Linked DNA regions of Columba livia: region 2 is linked to region 1. Evidence: chromatin contacts called from public Hi-C data. All regions are on one chromosome and are shown on one strand. Each heading gives the region's core, a stretch centred on a gene start, on an enhancer-like site or on the middle of the called end of the contact. The rest is flanking DNA. Distances are from core to core; before and after follow the strand shown. Region 1 has its middle 16 kb from the start of YIPF5. Region 2 overlaps LOC110366162 (a long non-coding RNA gene).

What was found. Hi-C and Micro-C count contacts between places; a contact is called where the count stands out from the background.
Region 2: a Hi-C map of crop shows a contact between it and region 1, with 2.8 times the contacts expected there. The contact joins two enhancer-like sites. A contact is called at or near these places in 2 of 2 Hi-C or Micro-C datasets (crop and liver).

The regions. Positions count from the first base shown.
Region 1 is chr14:908,563-912,797 of bColLiv1.pat.W.v2, forward strand. No RefSeq gene overlaps it. Among named protein-coding and RNA genes, the nearest start is that of YIPF5, 16 kb to the left of the region's middle. Within about 2 kb of position 2,964, at least 2 of the 3 cell types and tissues checked have an H3K27ac peak away from gene starts, as active enhancers do.
Region 2 is chr14:1,019,205-1,023,463 of bColLiv1.pat.W.v2, forward strand. It overlaps LOC110366162 (a long non-coding RNA gene), which reads right to left. Exons shown (of 3, transcript XR_002426287.2): 3 at 1,163-2,168. Among named protein-coding and RNA genes, the nearest start is that of NR3C1, 6.9 kb to the right of the region's middle. Within about 2 kb of position 2,282, at least 2 of the 3 cell types and tissues checked have an H3K27ac peak away from gene starts, as active enhancers do.

The DNA.
Region 1 (4,235 bases), core at 1,714-4,213:
CTGTCACTGCTAGTGCTTCTCACCTTGTCTTGCAAATACACAAGGATTTATTCAGAGAACACCAGGTGGCAATAAAGCCACAAAACATCTCAGAGCTTCAGAATGAGGTAAATAGTGGGTTGTAGTATATCTGACAAATGATGATGAAAAACACAGGATAAGAGAAGGGAAAACCACATTCCCTTGCTATGAAGTTAAGTGTAAGAGTCAGGAGCACTGTTCAGTTGGGAGTATTTTTTGGCTTTCCCCCCATAGATAAATCATCACAGTGTACAGAGTGGAAGTGGGGATCCGTAGTAAATTCTACCCTGAAAGCCCATCACCCTACACTCCTCTCCCCTGTCGCGATACCGAGCCCTGCACGACGCCAGGCTGGAGCGGGATCCCGGCACGGCGTGTGCGAGCAGATGGGGATGCTCCCATGGGATGCAGCTGGGGATGCAGCCGGAGATGTTCCCATGAGATGCTCCTGGGGATGCAGCCGGGGATGCTCCCATGGGATGCTTCTGGGGATGCAGCTATGGAATGCTCTTCCACAATCCGTAATTTATTAACTTTGCTGATTCTTAGGGATTTTTGCTCCTATTTCTTTCTGATTATTCTGTCTGTACAAGTGAGTCTGCATGTTCTTCGTGTGTGCAGCATTTTTGAGGAGGTACTAATGTTTTCCTGCTGTAAGTAGTGCTGGAGCAGTCACATCCAGCTCTCTCCCCGCGGCTGCCTCCAGCACATTTGTTTGCTTGTTTTCACTCTGGATTGCCAAGCAGATGAGTGAATAACAGCAGAGACCAGTTCTTGTTCCTTCACGATTTTCAAAGCAAATACAGGCAGAATTCTAGACCCTGGGGAAAATACAGCTGAGCTAAATTTTGACACTGTGAAGTGCTGGCAGCAGCTGGATAATACTCATTAAAAACATCAAGCTGAAGCCCTGAAACCTCTCTTCAGTTTACACAGTAATTAGGGTGGAAGTGTGTTCTACAGGAGTTTTTTCCATGGAAACCTGAAGTATAATTCCCCCAAACAACTCACTTCACTCTCCTGTATATGGGCTTGATGTTTAGATACCACCCAGCTGTGTTAGTCTGGTTGCTATGGTCCTGTTTTCTTTTCCATATAACCCTTGATTAATACGCTCACCATTGCAAGAAGCTGGAGAACTGCTATATGAACAAGGGTATGGAGTGTGCTGGATAGAGATGGGTTTGTGAGATACAGAAACGCCGCTGGTTTCTTCCAAGATCCTTTGGCAGGACTAGCAGCTTTGGCCTGCACTTGCACACTCTCGCAATCCCCTCCGCGTTGCTGCCAGGATCTCTCATGGTGAGTTTTCCCCCGTCATGCCCACGCATGATTTACAGCACGGCCAGCGCTCCGGCCCCTCGCAACCCAGGAGTAACGCTGCTGGTGGCTCGGGGCGGGCGCCCTGCACAGCACACGGCAGGCTCGCACCCGCGTCACGCCGGGCAGAAGCTGCTGCCTTTGGCCAGCAAGGGCCCTTGAGGCTCTGTTCAGGTGTCATCAGGTTTCCTTTATTTGCAGCCTGTGGCTAAGCGAGGTGGCAAATCTTCAGGTGATGCACCTTGGCACGTGTTGACTCTCAAGCACAAGAGTAATGTGTGAATGCAGCGCTTGATGGAGCTTAGAAAGCCGATAAATCTTCATGGATTATAATCTTCCATTTCCATGGATTATAATTCTGCTCCAGTTTTCTCCCACTATAATGTGCCTTTTCCCCTCTTACCAGTCTCAGTCAATCCAGTTTACTAAGAAGCTGGCTAATTATTATCATCTCTATATCACAGAGGGAGAAGCTGAGACATGGAGACGGGGAACTATTTGTCTAGAGGACACTAAACAGGCAAAGCATAACCACAGCTCAGTTCTGCTGGGAAAACGAACCAGAACAAAAACCCCCTTTTGCTCATTAATCTATACCATTATCAATAACTTGTCTGCATCATTCTCTGAACCAATAAATGATTTGTAACGGCGGTATTTATATTGCTGCGGTTCTCAATATTTCTCACTGATTTCAGCCTTTATTTCAACCCATCTGCTGTGGGCTTCACCTGATCAGACAGATATCTGTAATGCAGATGTAGACATATGAGTAAATAAGGCACTTTTCTTATCTCAAAGCAAGTACCATAAGGGTCAGATGAGTCACCCCGAGACCGCAAAGGCCCCACAGGAGAGAGCCCAGGGGATGAACGTTCCCAAGGCAGAGGAGGCTGCAGAGCAGGGGTCACACCAGCACGTCCAGTGTCCCTGCGGCAGGGGTCCCCGTGCCAGCCGCATTCGGAGCTCCCGCTGGGCTGACCCGGTGCTGCTGCTGAATTCAAGCCGGCAGCTGGAAAACGGAGCGTCCTGAGGGTTCCTGCACACCTGGGGGTCTTGACAAGGCCACTGAGGTTTCCCTGAATCTCCTGGTGTAAGGTGTGAGCACAGCAGAGCATCCCTGACCTGCAATCTGTATTGCACCCAGGAGAAACAGCACCAATAATGAACCTTCCTCCAAAAGTTGCCCTTTGGCCTTACTTCCCAGCCAAAACATCCTGAAAACTTAAAACGTAGGATTAACAAGGCGAGAAGGCAGAGCAAATATAATTTGACCTCCCAACCTGCTGCTCGCCGTGGCAAAGGCTCCGTCCCAGGCAAGGGGGGAACGCAAGAGCATTTCAGAGCCCCCTCCAGCAATGTTTGGGCTCGATCAGCATCCCCGGGAACTAAACGAGTGAGCAAAGCCCTGGACGCCCGTGTTCCCGGGCCACTAGATGGCAATCTGTGCACGCGGAGTCTCGGAGCTGCTGCCGGGTCCGCTGACCTGGGGATCCGCTGGTCCCGGGGGGGTCCGCTGGCCCGGGGATACGCTGGGCCCGGGGGGTCCGCTGGCCCGGGGATCCGCTGACCCGGGGATCCGCAGACCCGGGGATCCGCTGGTCCCGGAGGGGTCCGCTGGTCCCGGGGGATCCGCTGGCCCGGGGATCTGCTGGTCCCGGGCCGGGCTGGGGAGCGGCCGGCCCGCGGCACCGCTCCCGGGCTGCTCCCGGTCAGCTCGGTGCCCTGAGCCTGCGCTTGCGGCGGGGCCACACGGGCGCTGCGGGGACACGGGGCAGCGCGGCGCTGCTGGTTAAGAACACTTTCTAACGTGTCAGAGCACAGGGAATAAATCCCTGCTTTCCTCTGTGAGTTCTCCAAAGCTCCCATTTGCTGTATGGCTTCAGTTCTTCGAAGGGGGTGGCAGGTGTGGGTGCTTCTGCTCTCCTGTCCTGCCGACTAAAGCTCAGCGACGTCTGCAGGTGGCACCAGGTCCCACCAGAGCTCAGTGGATCACTCAGGCTGGGGCTCTGGCTCTGAATTCGGATCTTGCAACATGTTTTGTCTCTTGCTGGGAACGCAGCCCCACAGCATGCGGGTGTTCCGGGTGTTCCGTGCTCATCCTTTCCAATGGAAGCTTAAAATTCTGTGTAACCACACTAAAAAAAAAAAGGGTTGGGGGAGGACAATAATGGTATTTTGGCCACCTGCCACGTCACTTAGCAGGGAAAAGTTAATGGCTGTTCTAGTGACCTCCACAGTCGCTGCCATCGTTTAACCGGTTACACTTAATTATGCTGAGTAATATAAAAATTCCATATGTTCTGTGAGCAAATTCCTCCTTGGTTATGGAAACCAGAAATCCAGCAGAGGCAGGAAAATGCCTGAGCCTGGCAGCGCTGCCTTACACACTATTTTTAACTGAAGTTCTCCATATTCTTTGTAAAGGAATAACACCACTTCATTGCCTCTGGCCATAATTAATGTGCCGTAATTCGAGTCCAAAAGACATATAAAAGCAGACTTAAAGCAGAGCATTAGCTTTCAAGCAGAGCAAATAATTTTGGAGAAGATCAGTATTTTCTATGCTTAAAAATCTGGTCGCTGGTTTTAATTAAAGCCCGTCGGTTGGTTGTCCATGGTGTGTGCTCCCTTCGGCCGCGCTGGACCGGGTGTCCCTGTGTGTGCCGGGTGTCCCTGTGTGTGCCTGGAGCCCCATGGCTGCGGGAGCTGCCGTCACACCGATTTCCACATGGTCTGGAAGCGGCAGGAGCGCCCAGGAGCACCCAGGAGTGCCCAGGAGTGCCCAGGAGTGCTCACCTGCTGCCACTGCCTCATTTGTTTTGTTTGAAAAGAACGCTGTCAGTTTTTGCTGGAAAAAAGGTATGCAGAGGAGAGTAAACGTTTGCAAACAT
Region 2 (4,259 bases), core at 1,032-3,531, 110 kb after region 1:
GCTCCGCCGTCCTTCTGGGTGACCAGAGCGACAGATGCTCCCAGATACAGTGTGATGTAGAAATATCTGCGGGATCAGTGCTGCCCCACACTAAACGGCTGTACAATCCAGCTGCAGGCAGAGCTGGGGCTCCTCCTACACACACATATCCACAGTCTGCAGCTAATAATAGTGTGCTGCAGGGGCCGAGTGTGTTTAGGTTTAAGCAAACAGTCAGACAGTTGTGCTGCACTTTGATCGCACTGCCCTGCAGTCCCCTGGCAGCTCGCATTTGGAAACATGGGCAATTGGAGCCATATTGATTTTTCTGGTTTTTGTTTTTTTTCTTTTCTCTGTTGTTATTCGGTCTCTGGTTTGTTTTACTTTTACACTCCAGAAATTTGTCACATCCCAAATGGCCCTGATCAGAACCATAAGGCAGTTAACACTTCCCTTGGCTTTCCCAGCGGAGCCGAACGCACGCTGCGAGCGCTCGGGATGCGCTGGGAGACGGTGCCCGTGGAGGCAGGTGACACTGCAGGGCTGCTCATACACCTCCCAGAAGTGATGTTAATGCATAGGAGAAACTCTTTTTATAGGAAGTTTTGCACTGATCCGGAGAGTCAAAGTCTATTGCTTTATTAGTGGTTTGAATCCAGTTAACCTCACCAACATACGCTTGCGTAGATGTTTGCAAATTCATGAGTTTAAATAATGAGGGCAAATCTGTGCCTGGGAAAAAGAGAAACCACCCAACTCATCCTAACGAGCCAGGTGAGAATGGCGAGAACGGTGAGAACAGCCGTCCCTGCTGTGCAGGGGTAACTCAGGCTCTTGTTCCTAAGGAGAACAGTGAGAACGGCCGTCCCTGCCGAGTCACCTGTTAAGCCAAAGCGTTGAGGATCCACTTGTGAGCCCGGATCTCAGTGCTCCCGACAATGTAGAAACTCTCAGGTGGCAAAATAAACCCCAGTTTTAGAGTGCTTTACGTCACCATAATGTTGAGGTGGTCTTTAAACTTCTATCACTCCTAAATATGAGACAATACGATTTTCTTTTTATCTGTCTTCATTTTTGGCACTGCAGCTTCAGCACCGATTTCTGTGACGCTGGACTGACGCCGGGTATCATCTTACCACACAAATACTTTTTTAAGTCTTCAGGTTTTTTATTAGATGTCCCAGCATAGAAGAAGCCTGTTTAAAACTGAAGTCCTTTAAAAGTTATATTCGTGTAAATACAGTTACAATAAAACACAGGGAGTAAGGTGGAACACAAAGCATAAGGACAATTGTCTACAAGCACTTCTTCCATAAGAACTTAAGAGATTGAGAACTTGCATCTAATTAATTTACACAGTGTTCTTTTCTTGTTTCAAGAAAAGTATTTTAGTTTTCATGTCCTATCTCCTTCCTTAACTCCCTGTGAATTCTTCCATTTCAGCTGCGTGATATTTCAGAAAAGATTTTAAAATCCTTTTTCGACATGTAGCACCCACTGCAGTTCGAAGGATCCTTTCCTGCGGCTCCTGGCGCTGGCTCAGACTCCGAATCCGGACCCATCTGCAGTACTGAGAGCGGCATTGTTTGGAATTACGTTTTCAATTTAAAGAGGAGTCATTTATCTTGCAGTAAAGACAGATGTTTCAAAAGCTTTATGACATTTCACAAAACACGTTTTTAGCGGTAACGTTTCCTTTTGCTTATAACTTTACTGATATATCGTACTTAGGAGTCTGAGCTCAAACCTTGCACCGTGTCACATCCCAAATTCTTTTTCATTAGTGAACCAGCTGCACATAATTCTGCTTTATTGCTGACAAGCACTACATTTACAGACCGTGATTTGAAGTCACCCGCATGGGAAGGTACAGGACGCCGTGAGGACAAGCCTCGCGCGCTGTGCGGGGCCAGGGGCACGCGGGGGTGCAAACCGGGTGCGCAGACCCAGCTCCCGCCACCGCGGCCCCGGGGCCGGGACGCCCTCCCCTGCCCTGCCCCCGGCCCGCCCGCCGCTGCCGCCGACTTGTGTTGCACTTTGTGCTGCAGGAAAAACTACTGGTGAAATCAAAGGTGGTTCTTTTCTTGCAGGCATCCTGTAATTAGCTGATTTTCTTCATAGAGAGCTCTTGATGCATAAAACAAAAGTTTCCTCTTCCTTGCATGTTGTTGCCAGATGTTTCTGCAAAACTTAAAAACAACAAAGTTATTTGTGTGTGCTTACATATGACTTCACCCCAATGCCTGGCTCAAAGTGCTCCTCCTCCCCAATTAACCCGGTTAATTCCCCCCGTTTCTGAACAGCGCATTGCCATTGTCTGTCACAGCACTTCAGCACTTCAGCCGCTTGTCACAGATCCATGTGCTAGCATTCAGAAAACTGAATGGGACCGTAACTTCCTCAGATGGATTTCCAGTTGCAGTTGCGATTTCTTTTTTACACAAAACAGCTGCAGGAGAGAGGAGCCCTCCATGTTTTGTCCATGTGGAGCCAGGGCCGGGTGGATCCAGTGCTCACGATTGTTCTTACGGCTTCAGTAAACACTGAGGGCCAAGCTCTGTGCCGATGGAACTAGAAGGGGCTGATATCGCATCACGCCAGAAACAGATTTAACCCTGTGTGGGGATTTCTCAGTTGGACACAGGCTTCAGGTTTTTTTAGGATGAAGCTTGGAGGTGTGTTTTATTCAGGCATCTGCCATGAGTTCTGTTCCGTTGTATTGCCATACACAAGGTTTCCCTCTGTGCTATTTTCTCTTTTAAGATTTTGCTCTATTCAGGCACGAGCGTGAGAAGGACCAGCAGAGTCCAGCTGCCCTGGTTAACACCCTGCATTCTCCGAGCCGACCGTTTCCCAGCAGCACGCTGTGCCGGGTAATGCGCACACCGTGTGCCGCGTCCGCGCTTCCCGGGGAGCGCGGGGCCGGCCCAGCGCCCCGACACCCCGCCAGAGGCAGCGCGGGGGCCACGCGGTGTGTGCTCCGGGAAGGACGCGCCAGAGTCCGCCCGGCCAAAGGAAGGACGCCCGACGGGACGGGTTCTGCTCTCCGAGTGCTACGTGCAGGATGAAAACCCTGGGACAGGAGGGGAAGAAATAAAGGGAGTGGAGATGAAGCAGATCAATGCGTGCAAAGAGGAAGGATCCAGGAAGGAGAATGGCATTGCGGAAGAACAAAACCAGTGGTTCAAGTACAAGTGAAGGACCTGATGGGAAATCAAAGTACAAAATACATCACAAGAGATGAAGGACTAGCACAGGAAATGCAGGCAGGAAAAAACATGAAGAAAGCAGAAAAAATACAAAGAGTTATTAATCTAAAGAGGATGAAGGAGGGCACGGCACAGACCCTCTGTATCTCGGCCTATGACCTACTGAAGTTAACGACAAAATCCTACTTAGATCAAGTCTGGGCCCAGGAGTCCCCTCGGACAGCTGACAGTGCAGGTGAGGATGCTGCTCGTGGGGACACGGGGACAGGCTCTGCCGTCCCGCTCGCTGGAACACCCACGGGCTGCAGACACGGCCGCTTTGATGTACGCTCCAGAACTAAACAAAACGACTTACAAGCTGATAGGAAACTAAACTGACCTCCTTACAAGGCAACCAAGATCTTCAAAGATCTGTGTTTGTGAAGAGCTTTGGAGACTGGGCATGGCACCGCCTTCTGTAGAGACAGCAGGCTGCACGGGAGGAAGAGCTCTTCCTATCAAACCGTGCCTTTCCACGCGCTGCCTTTGATGCACAGCTACAGAATTAGCATTTCACAGGAAACGGCAATGCAACCCGTATGTTTTGGAAGTACTTCCAAGTAGGCTTAAGGACTTTATGATTTGTTATTTGTGGACTTCATACAGTATTTATTCTAAAATAAATTCTTTGTTCTGTATAACTCTGAGTAATCATCTTCAGATTCCTGATATCTCTGCGAATATTTCTTTGGTAAGGTTTTATTTCATTGCTGTGACTTTGGTCACTGGTGCGGCAAGGTCTCTGGTTTGACTGAATTCTTTCCATTCCCAACGTCTTTGATACGTAGCTGTTCTTCGGCATCTGGTTTTTTATTCCTTTAGCTTATCTTTATCAATTGCTTCAGAGATCAAAACCATCACTTTTGTCCAGTTCAGAGCTTTGAGTGAAATCCTGGTAGATCAATGCCTTAACTTCTCTGTCCTACCAAAAGCAGATCCAACCAATCGAACCTGATCTCCGTTAACTGCTAGCACCATTTTGTACACTCATTTCTTGAAGGTTACGGTTGCTATTCTATTCCACGAGCAGCA